4 separate regions of the Mus musculus genome follow, and all the other regions are linked to region 1. The links are chromatin contacts, called in public HiChIP or PLAC-seq maps. All regions are on one chromosome and are shown on one strand. Each heading gives the region's core, a stretch centred on a gene start, on an enhancer-like site or on the middle of the called end of the contact. The rest is flanking DNA. Distances are from core to core; before and after follow the strand shown. Region 1 holds the start of 4930453N24Rik (RIKEN cDNA 4930453N24 gene). Region 2 has its middle 23 kb from the start of Pou1f1. Region 3 has its middle 50 kb from the start of Pou1f1. Region 4 has its middle 140 kb from the start of Pou1f1.

What was found. HiChIP or PLAC-seq counts read pairs in DNA pulled down with a chosen protein or histone mark.
Region 2: an H3K27ac HiChIP or PLAC-seq map of large pre-B cells shows a contact between it and region 1, with 8 times the contacts expected there. The contact joins the enhancer-like site here to the promoter of 4930453N24Rik in region 1. A contact is called at or near these places in 10 of 39 promoter capture datasets (the 3T3-L1 cell line, 3T3-L1-derived adipocytes, the C10 cell line and 6 more), 1 of 15 datasets of contacts at CTCF or cohesin (large pre-B cells), 8 of 484 Hi-C or Micro-C datasets (LSK cells, bone marrow-derived macrophages, cerebral cortex and 5 more), 14 of 115 datasets of contacts at active chromatin or transcription factors (CD8 T cells, DN3 thymocytes, bone marrow-derived macrophages and 10 more) and 3 of 9 other capture datasets (adipose tissue, liver and pancreatic islet).
Region 3: a contact with region 1 is called in an H3K4me3 HiChIP or PLAC-seq map of bone marrow-derived macrophages, with 4 times the contacts expected there. The contact joins the enhancer-like site here to the promoter of 4930453N24Rik in region 1. A contact is called at or near these places in 12 of 39 promoter capture datasets (the 3T3-L1 cell line, 3T3-L1-derived adipocytes, the C10 cell line and 8 more), 1 of 15 datasets of contacts at CTCF or cohesin (large pre-B cells), 11 of 484 Hi-C or Micro-C datasets (B cells, bone marrow-derived macrophages, cerebellar granule neurons and 7 more), 15 of 115 datasets of contacts at active chromatin or transcription factors (CD8 T cells, the NIH/3T3 cell line, bone marrow-derived macrophages and 11 more) and 4 of 9 other capture datasets (adipose tissue, embryonic stem cells, liver and 1 more).
Region 4: a contact with region 1 is called in an H3K4me3 HiChIP or PLAC-seq map of bone marrow-derived macrophages, with 6 times the contacts expected there. The contact joins the enhancer-like site here to the promoter of 4930453N24Rik in region 1. A contact is called at or near these places in 1 of 39 promoter capture datasets (pre-B cells), 4 of 115 datasets of contacts at active chromatin or transcription factors (bone marrow-derived macrophages, large pre-B cells, pro-B cells and 1 more) and 3 of 9 other capture datasets (adipose tissue, embryonic stem cells and macrophages).

Annotation. Positions count from the first base shown.
Region 1 is chr16:64,769,361-64,772,729 of GRCm38.p6, forward strand. 4930453N24Rik (RIKEN cDNA 4930453N24 gene) reads right to left here and starts at 1,579. Exons shown (of 3, transcript NM_026273.2): 1 at 1,377-1,579. The coding sequence starts at 1,503.
Region 2 is chr16:65,495,741-65,499,109 of GRCm38.p6, forward strand. No RefSeq gene overlaps it. Among named protein-coding and RNA genes, the nearest start is that of Pou1f1, 23 kb to the right of the region's middle. Within about 2 kb of position 1,526, at least 2 of the 459 cell types and tissues checked have an H3K27ac peak or open chromatin away from gene starts, as enhancers often do.
Region 3 is chr16:65,469,232-65,472,600 of GRCm38.p6, forward strand. No RefSeq gene overlaps it. Among named protein-coding and RNA genes, the nearest start is that of Pou1f1, 50 kb to the right of the region's middle. Within about 2 kb of position 1,595, at least 13 of the 459 cell types and tissues checked have an H3K27ac peak or open chromatin away from gene starts, as enhancers often do. A contact at or near this core is called in bone marrow-derived macrophages, craniofacial prominence, macrophages and 1 more, where this site is marked.
Region 4 is chr16:65,377,735-65,381,103 of GRCm38.p6, forward strand. No RefSeq gene overlaps it. Among named protein-coding and RNA genes, the nearest start is that of Pou1f1, 140 kb to the right of the region's middle. Within about 2 kb of position 1,722, at least 25 of the 459 cell types and tissues checked have an H3K27ac peak or open chromatin away from gene starts, as enhancers often do. A contact at or near this core is called in bone marrow-derived macrophages, pre-B cells and pro-B cells, where this site is marked.

The DNA of each region.
Region 1 (3,369 bases), core at 329-2,828:
TTTTCGAGACCGAGTTTCTCTGTATAGCCCTGGCTGTCCTGGAACTCACTTTGTAGACCAGGCTGGCCTCAAACTCAGAGATCCACCTGCCTCTGCCTCCCCAGTGCTGGGATTAAAGGCGAGCGCCACCACGCCCGGCTCATCTGTCTGCTTTTTTAATCCCTTAAATTTTAAACTTCCTTTACCTTGCTAGGCAGTGGTGGTACACACCCTTAGACCCAGCAGAAGCAGCCAGATCTCTTGAGTTCGAGGCCAGCCTGGTCTACAAAGTGAATCAAAGACAGCCAGGACTACACAGTGACCCAGAAAATTTCTGACCCAGAAAAAAAATGTATTTCTATGCCCCAAATACCTAAGATCCATAAACCTTGAAAAAAATGATTAAAATCACAATATATGATACCAAGGAATGTTGTCAAACTTCTGATTTTACAGATAATCGAAGCTGAAAAACAGCAGCATCAAGATGTTTTTAAACTAAAAAGTTGGGCTGAAAGCACAGACCAAATATCTTTCAAATAGACTACTGCTGCAAAATAGCAAGAATTAAAAAAAAGAAAAAGAAAAAGACAATGCACTCATTACATCTACCTTCCAAAGATCTTATTCCACAGACACACAGTATCTTTGATGCCCCTATTTCCAACTTCCCTAAAGACGCTATCACCTTTTCCCCATCCATTTCAGAATAGCTACTAAATTTGGTGGTTTGTTTTGGAGGCTTGAGGGTGTTCTTCTTTTTGTTTTGTCTGTCATTTTCTATCCCTTTCTTTTCAACAACATTCGTTTCACTAATGTATTTTAGTAAGGATATTTTTAATGTCTTATAAATGCAACGTACATATGTCCGTTTTGTCTTTTATACAACCTTTTGATTTAAAAAACAAAAACAAAAGAAGCTGTGGTCTTGCTACTTCCCAACTAGGAATGAATGTAGGACGAAGAGGCTGAGCATTCCTTGACATACGTGGATTAAAACTGTCCGCCTTTTATTTGTTTCGGTGGGTATTTACCTAAGACACTGACAAATAGTGTTTATTATTTCCCTTCGGGCTGAAAGAAAACAGCAGGAGCTGACTGATCTCCGTGGAGATCGAAACTGAAAACTGAAACATACTCTGGGATGCTCTTAAAAATCATGGGAATGGGCTCATCTGGTGCTCATCCGGGTCCGCATGTCCGCAAAAGTTTGCCCAGCCGGTACCACGGTCCGACTCACCAGCGCGCCGGGACCCGGCTCGGCCGGCGGGCGGGGAGGCTGCAGAGCTGTGCAGCGCCAACCCGGAGGCCTTCCCTGGGCTTCGGCGACAACCGGACCCGACCGGACCCGACCGGACCCGACCCCTGGGGGTGACAAGGCCCCTGCCGGCGCCTACCTTGGCGGTCCACAGGCTGCACCAGGCGGTTGGTGACGGTGTCGCAAAGGGCCATGATCTCGTCGTTGTCCAGCAGGCCGAGTAGGTTTCGGCAGCCCTCCGACTCTAAGTGGCTGAGCCCCGACATCTCGCCCCCGGGGATGGGGGGCAGAGGACGACGCCACCAGTGTCGCCCTCACGGCCCGCGGGCCGGCCGGCGCCTTGGCAACAGACACCGGAAGTGCCTTTTCAATCCCTCGCAAGCGCCGGAAGGGTCTCGGAGATTCCAGCCCCTCTCTGGGCGGAAGTGCTAGCTCAGAAAGTCAGCGAGGAAATGTGGTTCCGACTTGGGGCTCCGGCCTCTATTGGAGTAGAGTTCCACAGTTCGCGGTTTAAAGAAGTGTCCTGAGCATCTATCCACCTTCCACTCGAGGCTGGGCTAGAAACGAACCTGGGGGTGGGGGGTGGGGGGGAGCGCCTCCGAAGGGGCGACTTAAAGTGCGGCGCATGCGCGCGCGTGCCTGATGGTGGAGGCAGGGGTGGAGAGGCCAAGAGAGCTTCCATCATACCCCTGTACTTTTGAAGGTCTGTCCTCTTCTAGCCGCTTCTGAGTTAGGGGAGCCATCACTTTGATATTCTTTAGCTACAAAGATTAGACTACACTTTGAAACGCTCTAGGTTTTAAAAGGACTATAACTTGCTTCTCCGCCTTTGAGATAGCTAGATAATTAATTTAACCCAATTAATTGAATCTCAGTTGAACCTCAATTGCCAGCTGGTTGGTCATTAAGTATACTTGAAACAACCTGGGACTTCAGATTTGCATCTAATGTGGAGCTGGAGGGGCAGGGTGCCACACAATCTTGGGACTACGCCTCTAGCTGCAGGACCTGCCTGCCATTAGATTTGAATTAGTGGCTGGTGTCCCCTAAATGCAGTTAGTAGTCATTTGGTTGGTGTGGGGAAACACCGTGGGTGGAAAGTGATTTGTGTTATGAATATTAGAAGGAGAAACTGGATTTCTATTAGAGTTGCTGCTTCTGCTTCTTCTTCTTCTTCTTCTTCTTCTTCTTCTTCTTCTTCTTCTTCTTCTTCTTCTTCTTCTGTTTCTTTTTTCTTTTCTTTTCTTTTTTTTTTTTTTTTTTTTTTTGGTTTTTCTAGACAGGGTTTCTCTGTGTAACCCTGGCGGTCCTAGAACTCACTTTGTAGACCAGAATGGCCTCAAACTCAGAAATCCGCCTGCCTCTGCCTCCCGTGTGCTGGGATTAAAGGCGTGCACCACATTGCCCGGCTCTAGAGTTTTTTTTTTTTTTTTTCTAAATACAGAACTATTGAGATTTGGGGCAGGGTAATTTATTGCTGTAGAGGTTGCAGGATGCCTAACACCATCCCTACATTTCCACAAAGAATAGTGTGCCCCTTCTCTCACTTGATACAAGTGAAAATACCTCCAGGCTAACAAACGTTCCCTGAGAAGGAAAATCATGCCCAGGTGAGCCATTGATTCAAACCCTGCCCAAGGTGGTTTCTGAGATGATGAAAATATTGTTGTATTGCCCATACTAACGACTGTCCACATCTGGATTTTGAGATCTCGAAATATAGTAGTAAAACCGAAGAACAATTTCAAATTTTGTGTGAATTTGAATAAAGTTTTAATATCCACATGTGGCAAGTGGCTACTGGATTGGATCATGCAGATCTAAAAATGTGAAGGCCATTCTGTAGATGTGTTTTATGTTTGACCTCTGACTTCAGTTCTTTTATTTCTAAACAATTCTTGCAGATAACCTCAAGGGTTTCCTTATGATAACTACCTTAGACATGTATTGCAGGTCTCTGCTTCAAAGCCTATGTTCTTGATGTTTTACTTAAGAGGGTCTTCTCTTTAGACATTTTCCTTAGCTCATTTTTCCTACCGTTTATTCATGTCCCTGCTTCAAAATATTACTAGGAAGGCCCTAATGATTTACTGTATTCAAACTCACCACCCACAGTCTGCTTATGTTTCCTA
Region 2 (3,369 bases), core at 276-2,775, 730 kb after region 1:
ACACCGTGATCAAATAGATGATTAAAATGTTGTTCTTGAGAATGAGCTGAATAGTTATAACTCACCAACAATTCAAGGCTTCTCATTCTGAACAGTTTTATGAAGGACTTGTTACCAATAATCAGGGATGGGGTCAGCCCTGTCAGATTCCTGAGCTCCCATTCAAGAAACTTAAATAAATATCCACACAGTTTTATAGTATAGCAAGAATTCTTTAAAGCCATAGAAAAGATCAGAATGCACTGCATGAGTGAAGGCCGCACTAGTGAAATATTAGTTAATCGTCTGGGGTCTCTTTTTATGGGTTCAATAGAGAGGTAGGCCTGGTGGTTTGAATGACCAGTTTCTCAAGTAGGTGCGTGTAGTTGAACATTTGGTCCCTAGCTGGTGGCACTGAGAGGAGGAGCAACCTTGCTAGAGGAAGACGGTCCCAGGGAGCAGGCGTTGAGAGATTATAGCTTCCCCCAACTTTTAGTTCCCTCTCTGCTTTGTGTTGGAGGTTGTGGGTGTGCTCTCTAAGCTTCCTGCCCGGATGTAAGTTGCTGTGCCCCCTGTGGCATTGTGGACTTCCCTTCTGGATGCCTAATCAAAGTAAACCTTTATACACTACCCATGGTTATTATTTCTTATTACAGAATCAGGAAAGTAACTAACGTGGAATTTTGGATAGTTCTCTATTATAATTGATAGACTCGTGTAATTTTTTTTTTCTTCTGAGCATGCCTCTACCCACGATGCACCTCATATCAATTGTACGTAGTTTCATAGACATCAGAGGGTACATGAGGGACTCTCTCTACAAGTTCACTTGGAGGATTCAGTGTCCCTGACTGGGCATGCACCCAAAATCTGTCCAGGTAGGATGATGGGTCTTCTATTCTTTCCTACAGGATACACTGAGTATATTTAAATAGAAACTGCCCGAGTATAATTGTTGTTGGGGAAGGGGCAACTTATCCTATTGTTCAGAGTGCTTGGAGTGAGGCAGCCCTGCATTGATCGGAGAAGGAGTGTGTTCAGTACTTGCAGGTGAGGAAGCTAGATGGCCACCTTTATTCTTAGAAGAGGGAGCATTCATAACCCAAACCAGGTGGCGTCCCAGCTCACTAAACCATTTCTTATGTATGCCTAATTCTGAGTATAATTGTTTACTAATCAAAACATATATCTGGGTATCTTCTAAATAAATAGTACTTTAAGGGTTGTTACAGACACAAGTAAAACTTTTCACAGCTCCTGGGTTTCACTCATTGGTCCTAGAAAAAGAATGTCCATACATTCTGTTGCTTTTTTTTTATGTGATTTCATTTTTTTTTCCGAAGAAAGAATTGCCTGAATTTTGTGACATCTCATATAATTAGTAACTGGAGTCATGAACTAAGGTTTGATTTCTTTTATTTATAGATTTTAGTGACGAAGCTGAAACTGGCTTTGTCTTTGAGGAAAATTCAGTGTCACATTAACAGGATGGTTTCTCTGGTTTCAGTGTGTGGCAGTGCCACCTGCTGGTATACTGAAATAAATGTTGATCCAGGATATATGCACTATTAAAGCAGGACACTAGAAAAGACACAAAGCTATTCTGATTGCAAGAGGTTACTTTACTTAACTTAAAATGCCCTTTGAACAGACTTTGACTCTGGCTATTCTTGCAGACATTTTCTTTTGCATACATTTTTTTCTGCAGTTCAGTTTTCTTAAAGTAATAAAACCCAAACTCATTTAATGTTCTTATTCTGGGTCTACTGGTGAACAATGACCATGTACCATAATCAACAGTGATTTTCTCTAACTTATTTCCCTCCTTGAAAAACTATAAACAATTGAAGAAACTTTAACTGCTTTTAAAATAAATAAAAATAAAAATAGCCATACTGGAAGTGCTGGTGTGCTTTATAAAACCTATGGTTTAATGTTACAATATTTGGAGAGAAGCAAAAAAAATCTGCCTTAGAAAATTGATATTTTCACAGTCATCTATTGGATAGAACACAGGGCCCCTAATGAAGGAGTTAGAGAAAGTACCCAAGGAGCTAAAGGGGTCTGTAACCCTATAGGAGGAACAACAATATGAACCCCCACCCCAGAGCTGTGTCTCTAGTTGCCTATGTAGCAGAGGATGGCCTAGTTGGCCATCAATGGGAGGAGAGGCCCTGGTCTTGCGAAGATCATATGCCCCAGTACAGAGGAATGCCAGGGCCATGAAGTGGGAGTGGGTGGGTTGGGGAGCAGGGTATAGGGGGCTTTGGGGATAGCATTTGAAATGTAAATGAGGAAAATATCTAATAAAAAGGCAAAAAAAAAAGAAAATTGATATTTTTCACTTAGTTGACTGGTCAGATTTTAGTGAGCAGAGAACTGAAAGTTTTGGGTCCATGGATCAACTCTAAGTAATGACGCCATCAGTCTTTTAGCCAGTCCTACAAATGCTTTTTCGGCATACTTGGCTGAAGCATTTTCCTGAGATTAAAAAACAAACAAACAAACAACAATAACAAAAAGAAAAACCAGAGACATGTCAAAAGAGACACACTTCTAAGCTGAAATTGCACACTGAGCAAAATTTATATGAATTCAGCTTTCTGAGCATGCATAGAACTTTGTCCCTGATTGCTGCTTAGCCTTTTTTGTATCCTTCACCCAGTTGTACAAGGACCACTCTTAAAACTTGATTGCTTGAAATGTTTACTTTCTAATTCTTAATATTTGATGGTGGATGTTCCTTCTCTGCCTTGAAAAACCAAGGCACCCTCTACCTCTCATCTGCTGGATGGCTATTCATGTTCTACTGCTCTTGCGCGCAACCTGACTTGGTAGCAAGAATGATGTTGCAACAGGATCCTTCTGCACACATTTATTGGGAGAGCTTGATTGCAGAGGCGAAGAGACCCCAAGCCCAGAACTGGTGCTGCTTATATAGGCCTAGGAGAGGCGTGTCTCACACCCGGATCGGTTATGCATGGGTTATGCTTACCACCTCATTTGCACGCCTACATCTGATTGGTTAACTTCTCTCTCATCTGATTGGTTAACTTCTCTCTCATATGATTGGTTATCTTGTCTCTCATCTGATTGGTTAATTTATCTCTCATCTGATTGGTTAATTCTCAAAACCTCATCTTGGCAAAAAAAACTTTACTGTCTATGTGTGTGTGGTGGCCAGCTGTAGCCAGCGCCACTCTGCAACGGCACATGTGGCTTCCCACATACTGCATTGCATTCTTATATGTGGGCATTGTTAGGTTTCAAAGCTGGGACAAATGTCTGAGGAGATTATTTATTGTATCAAAGCAGACCTGGTTACTAGATTCTTTCTCTGCATTCCTCAGTCTCTATCTGTTCCTGGGTATGGCTGCCGTACCCCACCAC
Region 3 (3,369 bases), core at 345-2,844, 700 kb after region 1:
ATCTGCATCTTACTCTTTCAGCTGCTTGTTGGGCCTCTCGGAGGACAACTATGCTAGGCTCCTGTTTGTGAGCACACCATAGCATCAGTAATAATATCAGGGCCCCAGACCTCCCCTTGAGCTGGATCCCAATTTGGGACAGTCACTGTACTGACTTCCTTTCCTTTCCCTCAGTTTCTTCCCCATCTTTGTCCCTGCAGTTCTTTTAGATAGGAACAAATCTGGGTCAAAGTTTTTGACTGTAGGATGGCAACCCCAAGACCAGCAAATTCGAGTCTGATTTTATACCCATCTCCAAATCTATAAGCTAACAGTATTTGAACTCAATATCTTACCTTTCCTAGTAAAGAAATCTCTGTCCCAGCCACCAGTGGCAATTTATTCCACATATTATTCATAGCCAATCTCCTCTGCTTTTGAAATGCTGTATTTCTTTACTGTTATGTTTTTAGCCATGCAGCAGTTTACACATATATTGTAGCAGAATTTGCGTTCAAAGCTTTATGCCTCAGTTCATAATTTCTGGCCAGTTATAATCTGAATTTGTCTGCTTCCTTTCTCAGTCAATCACTCTAAAATGCTCCAAGTCACTATGCCCACTTCCTTACTTTCTTTTTCAAATTAACTTCCATCACCATCAATCTCCCCAAACCAGCTGTCAAACTTCAAGTGATGAAACACAAGGAGAACTTTTGCGCTCCCATTAAGATTGCCTGCAAAGGAGCTTTTGACAAATAACACTTCTCTTTTCTGCAAAAGAATTGCCCTCCTGTAGGCTCTAGGGTTCCACGCCTGCCTGGCTTTCTTGCTTACCTATTTGTGTACCTCTACCGTCAGGTTTTCTGTCTCATTTTCTGGTTCTGTCTTCTCAATTTAACTTCAAAATTCAGAATTCCCCAAGATAACACAAAACAATCCTTCCACTTACCCAACCTCCATTTTATCATCAGAGGACTGTTTTTTTTTTTTTTTTCCTCTTGTGGCTGCAAATATCATTACTATGGTGATGGTTTCTACAATTTTAATTTAGATAAGACCACTTTTGTAAGATGCATGTTCAATTCCTAGTTGAAATCTCTACTCAGAAATATTTAATCCATATCTATTTTGATCTGTCTTCCAGCTTTACCCTGTCTTCACTCATGAGATAAAATTCAACATATTTCCCTTCTCAGAATTATAGAAAACACATTTGAAACTTTTCTAATTCCAATTCATCACAAAATTATTAATATTTTTTGGCATTCACCATCTACCACACCATGCTCACAAACAATATTATTTTTTTCATTACTCACCATTAGCTAAAACAAAGAAGGAAATTGGCAGTAGAGAAAGTTTAACCAGTTTTAAAGGGCACATAGTTCAGAAAGAACATACCCGAGACTTTAGGTCAGACTCTTAACTTTCAGAATTCATTATTTATTACTATCATACTGTGTCTCAGCGTATAATAAAATCTTAAGTAACATGGTCATAGGACTTCTTGTGAGCCAGGTTTAATTTCAAGTGTTTAAACAATATTAAATCATATGGGGAATACATTGTCATTACTTCTGCTTTTATATATCAGAAAATGACATGGAGAGGTTAAGTAATCATCGCAGGGCCAGTAAAACACAGAAATAGAATTCGCAGGCTCCAGAGTCTGTGTTCTTAATCACAAACATATGTTTCCTTCCCTCCTCTTGTGGCTTCTATATCCAACATTTGTGTCGATGTTTTTAAGGCTCAGGTATGAGAGATTTTTAGGAAGGAAGCTAGAATACACAACTTGCTATGAAGCTAGAAAACATAATGCAATTTATTAAAGTTGGATGGGTTCAGGCAGTTGAGAAAAATATTTTTAAGATAATTATTAAATTGTCTGAGCCAAGCCAAGAGAAATGGAGTCTTCAAGGTAGCAAAACCACCATGAATTCAGCTGCATATGTAGCAGAGGATACCATTGTCTAGCATCGATAGGAGGGGAAACCCTTGGTCACGTGAAGGCTCAATTCCCCAGTGTAGGGGAATGCCAGGGTGGTGAGGTGGGATTGGGTGGGAGAGGGAGCATCCTCATAGAAGTAGGGGGAGGGGGTAAGAGACAGGAGTTGCAGAGGTAGAACAGGGAAAGGGGATCACATTTGAAATGTAAATACATAAAATATTCAATAAAATGTTTTTAAAAAGGAAAATAAGCAACACAAAACATATTACAGCATATGCACTGAGTGTGCCACTATTATGAGCATATGGCACAGACATAACCAGGCAGAAATATGAATAATCTGTTCCTCTTTTCATGGGATATAGAGAAGGCAAAGAGGGTTATCAACATGATAAACTATCTGCAGGTTGTCTAAGGCTAAGATGCATATTCACTGACAACTCAAGTAAACTGTCCAGTAAATCCTGAGAATTCCACCCAGGTTCCTCACTGGGGCTTAAGGTCAAATGAACAAATTAGGCAACAGATTTGAGAGAGCATAAAACATGTGAGACTTCAATCCCATGTATCAACAACAAGAGAATTTATCACCAGGGACCATCCAGCAGGTGGCATGTTGAAATCTTTTTCATGTCTCTCAGATTCATATAATTTGGAAGAGAAAAAAAATAGGATTTACTTTTGAAATGGTTCTATCTTGAGTCCATGTTTTGCTGAGATTTCATATCAGGATCCAGATTAAACACTACAAAGCATATTTATAAAATTATAAAAATGAAATATCTAATATAAAATGCTGAAATGGGATCAATGCATTTACAAATGATTTAAATGTGTCAACAGAAGGATGGACAGCAGAGTAAGAACTAGAAGTTATATTAGATTTCATGTTTTTTTAAAGAAAATCAAAATTAACCCATAAAAAAATAAGCAATATACATGTTAAGAGGCCACTCTTTAAGATCAGTACATTTATAAAGCAAAGAATTCACAGGTTTTCAAAGTTTAAGAATTTTTTACTGATACCTATGGTGAAAGGCAAAATTTTATTGTTTGTAGTGACATACCTGGTTGCATAACTGGATGCAGAGTTGGAAGTTAGAAATATCATAACATGAATACATTACAATTTCACAAATGCCTTTTTATCACATTTCCCCACAAAGTAACAAGGGAACTGCTGGTCCTGGAAAGAGCTATGAATCCAAATCTCCTGGGACACACCATTTTCAGAAATCATAACTTGATGCACCTGAGCTTGGAAATTTGGAGCTTTTTTTATATACTGCATAACCTCCCCATGGAGCAGAGGCACCCTGTAATCAATCACCATTTACCACTATCAGGGATACATTAATCCCTTGTCAGATACAGCTATCATTTTGTAAAGTGAGGTTAAATCGGTTCACATTTTGCCCTTCCAAAATATGTTAACGTGA
Region 4 (3,369 bases), core at 472-2,971, 610 kb after region 1:
TATATAATATACATAACAAAGTATGTATATGTATATACATGTGTATATGTACATGATATATACATATACATCATATACACATACATATATATATATATATATATATGTATATATACATGCTGTGTGATATAGGCTAAAGCAATTTTAGGACACAACTTATAACTATTAAAAATACCAAAACTTGAAAGTTAATTAGCTAAATATAAAAATGGCAAAAGACTAATGCCAAATTTAGTAAAAAGGCAAAAGAATTAAATTTACATAGTTAATTAGTGAAAGAAAATAAGATACAATATCAGCAAACTTAATAAGATTTGAAAATGATAATTAAGCTGGTGGAACTGTGGAAAGCAGATAACAAAGTATCACAGTTGAACAAAGTTAAGGCTAAAGCCCTCTGACTCCGAAGATGCTGCCTGCTGAGATTAGATGAGAAATGGAAACTGATTGAATTTGAAAGGCCTATGAGTGTTTCACTGGTGACTTCACACAGCAAGGCCCATAGAAACCCCTTCCCACTTGGCAAAGACCTGTGAATGAATTCTATGTTCTTCTTCGGACTCATTCAAGGAGTGAAACCCTCCTCTCCTCTCTCTAACCCTACTCATCCTCCAGATGTGACAGTTAATCCTGGGTAATTTGGGAAACATACTTATGTCCCTAGAGGCACAGCTACAGTCACACTGAGTAAGCTGGTCACAGTGTGGAGAACAACGGTCCTGGCTCACATAACTGTTTCAGGAAGCTGGGTCTGATCAACAGCGACCTATAAAATGGGGAAGTTGTATCTGATCAACAGAGACTTAATCAGGAATTAGTGGATGCATATCAGGAAAAGTTGCTTGGTACATGAACATGTCTCTGCCTGCAGTGATAAAAGGTATTGTGACAGAGAACTGCTATTGTGACTGGGGGTGGGGGAAACTAATGTTAAATTTTAGTTGCAGAGTATGGTTGAGGGTATTTGTGTGACTGACCCAGAGGGAGAGGGAAAGGAGGAAGGGGGCTTTTGTAATGATAAGGCTTATGTATACTGACATTATGATTCTTTAAATAAAATAGCCAATTATTTCACTGCTCAGGTGAGTAGGCTTGAGATTGTATAAATAACAATAGTTCAAGATATTTTGGGCAACTGGATTGATAGTCAACAGGTGGTCAATGTCTTTAGTCTTTCCAATATGTCTGTCCTCAGGTTCCAGACCCCTGCTAAAGCACTGGTCACAGGCAATGGAATACCTGACCATACAGAACGTTACAGTTTTTCAGAACATCAGAGAAAACTAGAAAAAAACAACTTCATAAGCACTATAAAATCAAAAGAGAAAAAATTCTGGAAGATGTCATAATTAATAAATTTAACTCCAAAATGAAAAAAAAAAAGTCTAATCTCAAATAAGTTCTTCCAGGGTATAAAAAGCGATGGGGCTGAGCAAACACAACAGCTGTCAGGGACGGATCATATGGAAGAAAAGTCACTGATTTTACTTATGGGCATTCAGTGAGGCAAAATATTTGAAACCAAATCTATTTATATTTAAAACAGACAGTGCATTGTGACCTAGTTAAGTTTATCTCAGTATGACATAATTGGCAGTTGTGTTATTTTTCCTTGGGAAGTGAAACACAACATCTATTCACCACAGATAAAGCAGGCTTTGAGAGGACAAACAAAAGATGCTCTCCCAGCCCAGGTTTTGAGCCTTTACTGGGCTCATTGGTGCATGGACGGTTCAGAAAAGCTGCTCCATCTGGAAGTCCCTCTTGGGACTTACCAGCAGCCATAGTACAGAGAAAATCTCTCTGCTGCCAATGGGGAAGGAGTGTCCATTGAGAATCCATACCAGGAAAATAGAAGACCATTGATGAAGGATGTGCTAGAATTTCTATTTTATGTCCTGAACATAATAAGAGGCGAGAGCAGCAAAATGAGCAATATTCTTACTTTTAAGTGGAACCCCTGATTTTGCTCAAGAGGTTTGAACAAAAAAAGTGATACAAACCCCACAAATTAGTGTTAGAGAATAACCATTAAAGGAGTTGGAGCGTAAGAGTGATGTGCAAATACATCTTTACTGGTCTTAGGGAAAATGGATGATGCTATTTCTTGGAAAGCAATGAAAGGATGCTTAGTTCTTGCATCTTGCTCTGAGATACAAAGTAGAAGACAAGAAGATGGGATCTTGGAATGGAATTATTCATCCTTTATTGTGTCCTGTGTGGAGTTCTAACAGTTTGCTATTGTTGTTCTGATTTGTTTCCCCTCAGGGTGGGCTAAAAGAAGAAGGAATTTACGGATGTTTCTATTATTTGACAACTCAGCCAGCAGGCTGGTCTTTGAACTCCTCCACATCCATCTCCACACACATTAAATTTATCTTGAGCAGGCTTTGGCTCTAAACTCAGAACAGATGGGAAATGGTGCTGTTTAAGAAAAGCAAAAATGACGGAATCTCATCTTCGTATGAATGTTCTTTATTAAGAGAATTTATTGTGTTAACACTGTGCTGTGGCATCCAGATCCAAGGACAAATACTGCTGGCCCACGTAAGGCCAGAAGAGGACTATCAAAACTTTCATTTGGAGAGTCGGAGATAGTAATAAAATGAAATATAGATGTAGAATCTGGAAAGGGGGAGAATAAAGATCTGTTTTCTCCTAGGCAGTCATGTTCAGTAAGGCTAGATGCCAGTAGGCAATGATAGAGAAAGGATTCATAGGAATCTATTTAAAGTTGCTTTAGCCTAGCAAACAGGAAAAATGGGGAGAATATTACCAAATATTCTTGTCTTTAAAATATTGATGATTTTTTTAAAAAAGGAAGAAACTACTGAAAAAGGAAAAGGAATGAGCATAAATGGATCTGTGTTCACTTAGTAGTTCTTGCAGCAGTAAAAAATGTGTGCAAAAGGATAGTTTTTCAAGCTAAACAGTTCGATTCTGCGTAGCATCTCCATTCTTTCCCTGCATAATCCTAAGGAAGCTACTTCATGGTTCTTGGTTTTAGAATGTCAGTGTGTAAACGCCATCCAGATCTCTGATCCTGAATCTCTGACTTTCAACCTTACAGGAAATTCTCAGAGTCCTTCCCTTTAAAGGAACTAAAATACATCTTTAATAGAACATAAGTCACAAGCGTTTGACACCTCTAACATCTGGCAAGAATGTGCAGCTTGGTTTTGATGTCAACATATAATTGACATAGTTAAAATTATGTTTTGATATGAGACTAAAACAGTGTAAGTTTACAATATAAATCCAAGGTAACCATTTTTTAACCATAAATTTAACTTTAAAGACTTCTGAATGTGTACAACATATTTTGATTAAGTTCTTAAGCACTTTGAGTTAAATGTTAAGACAGAATTA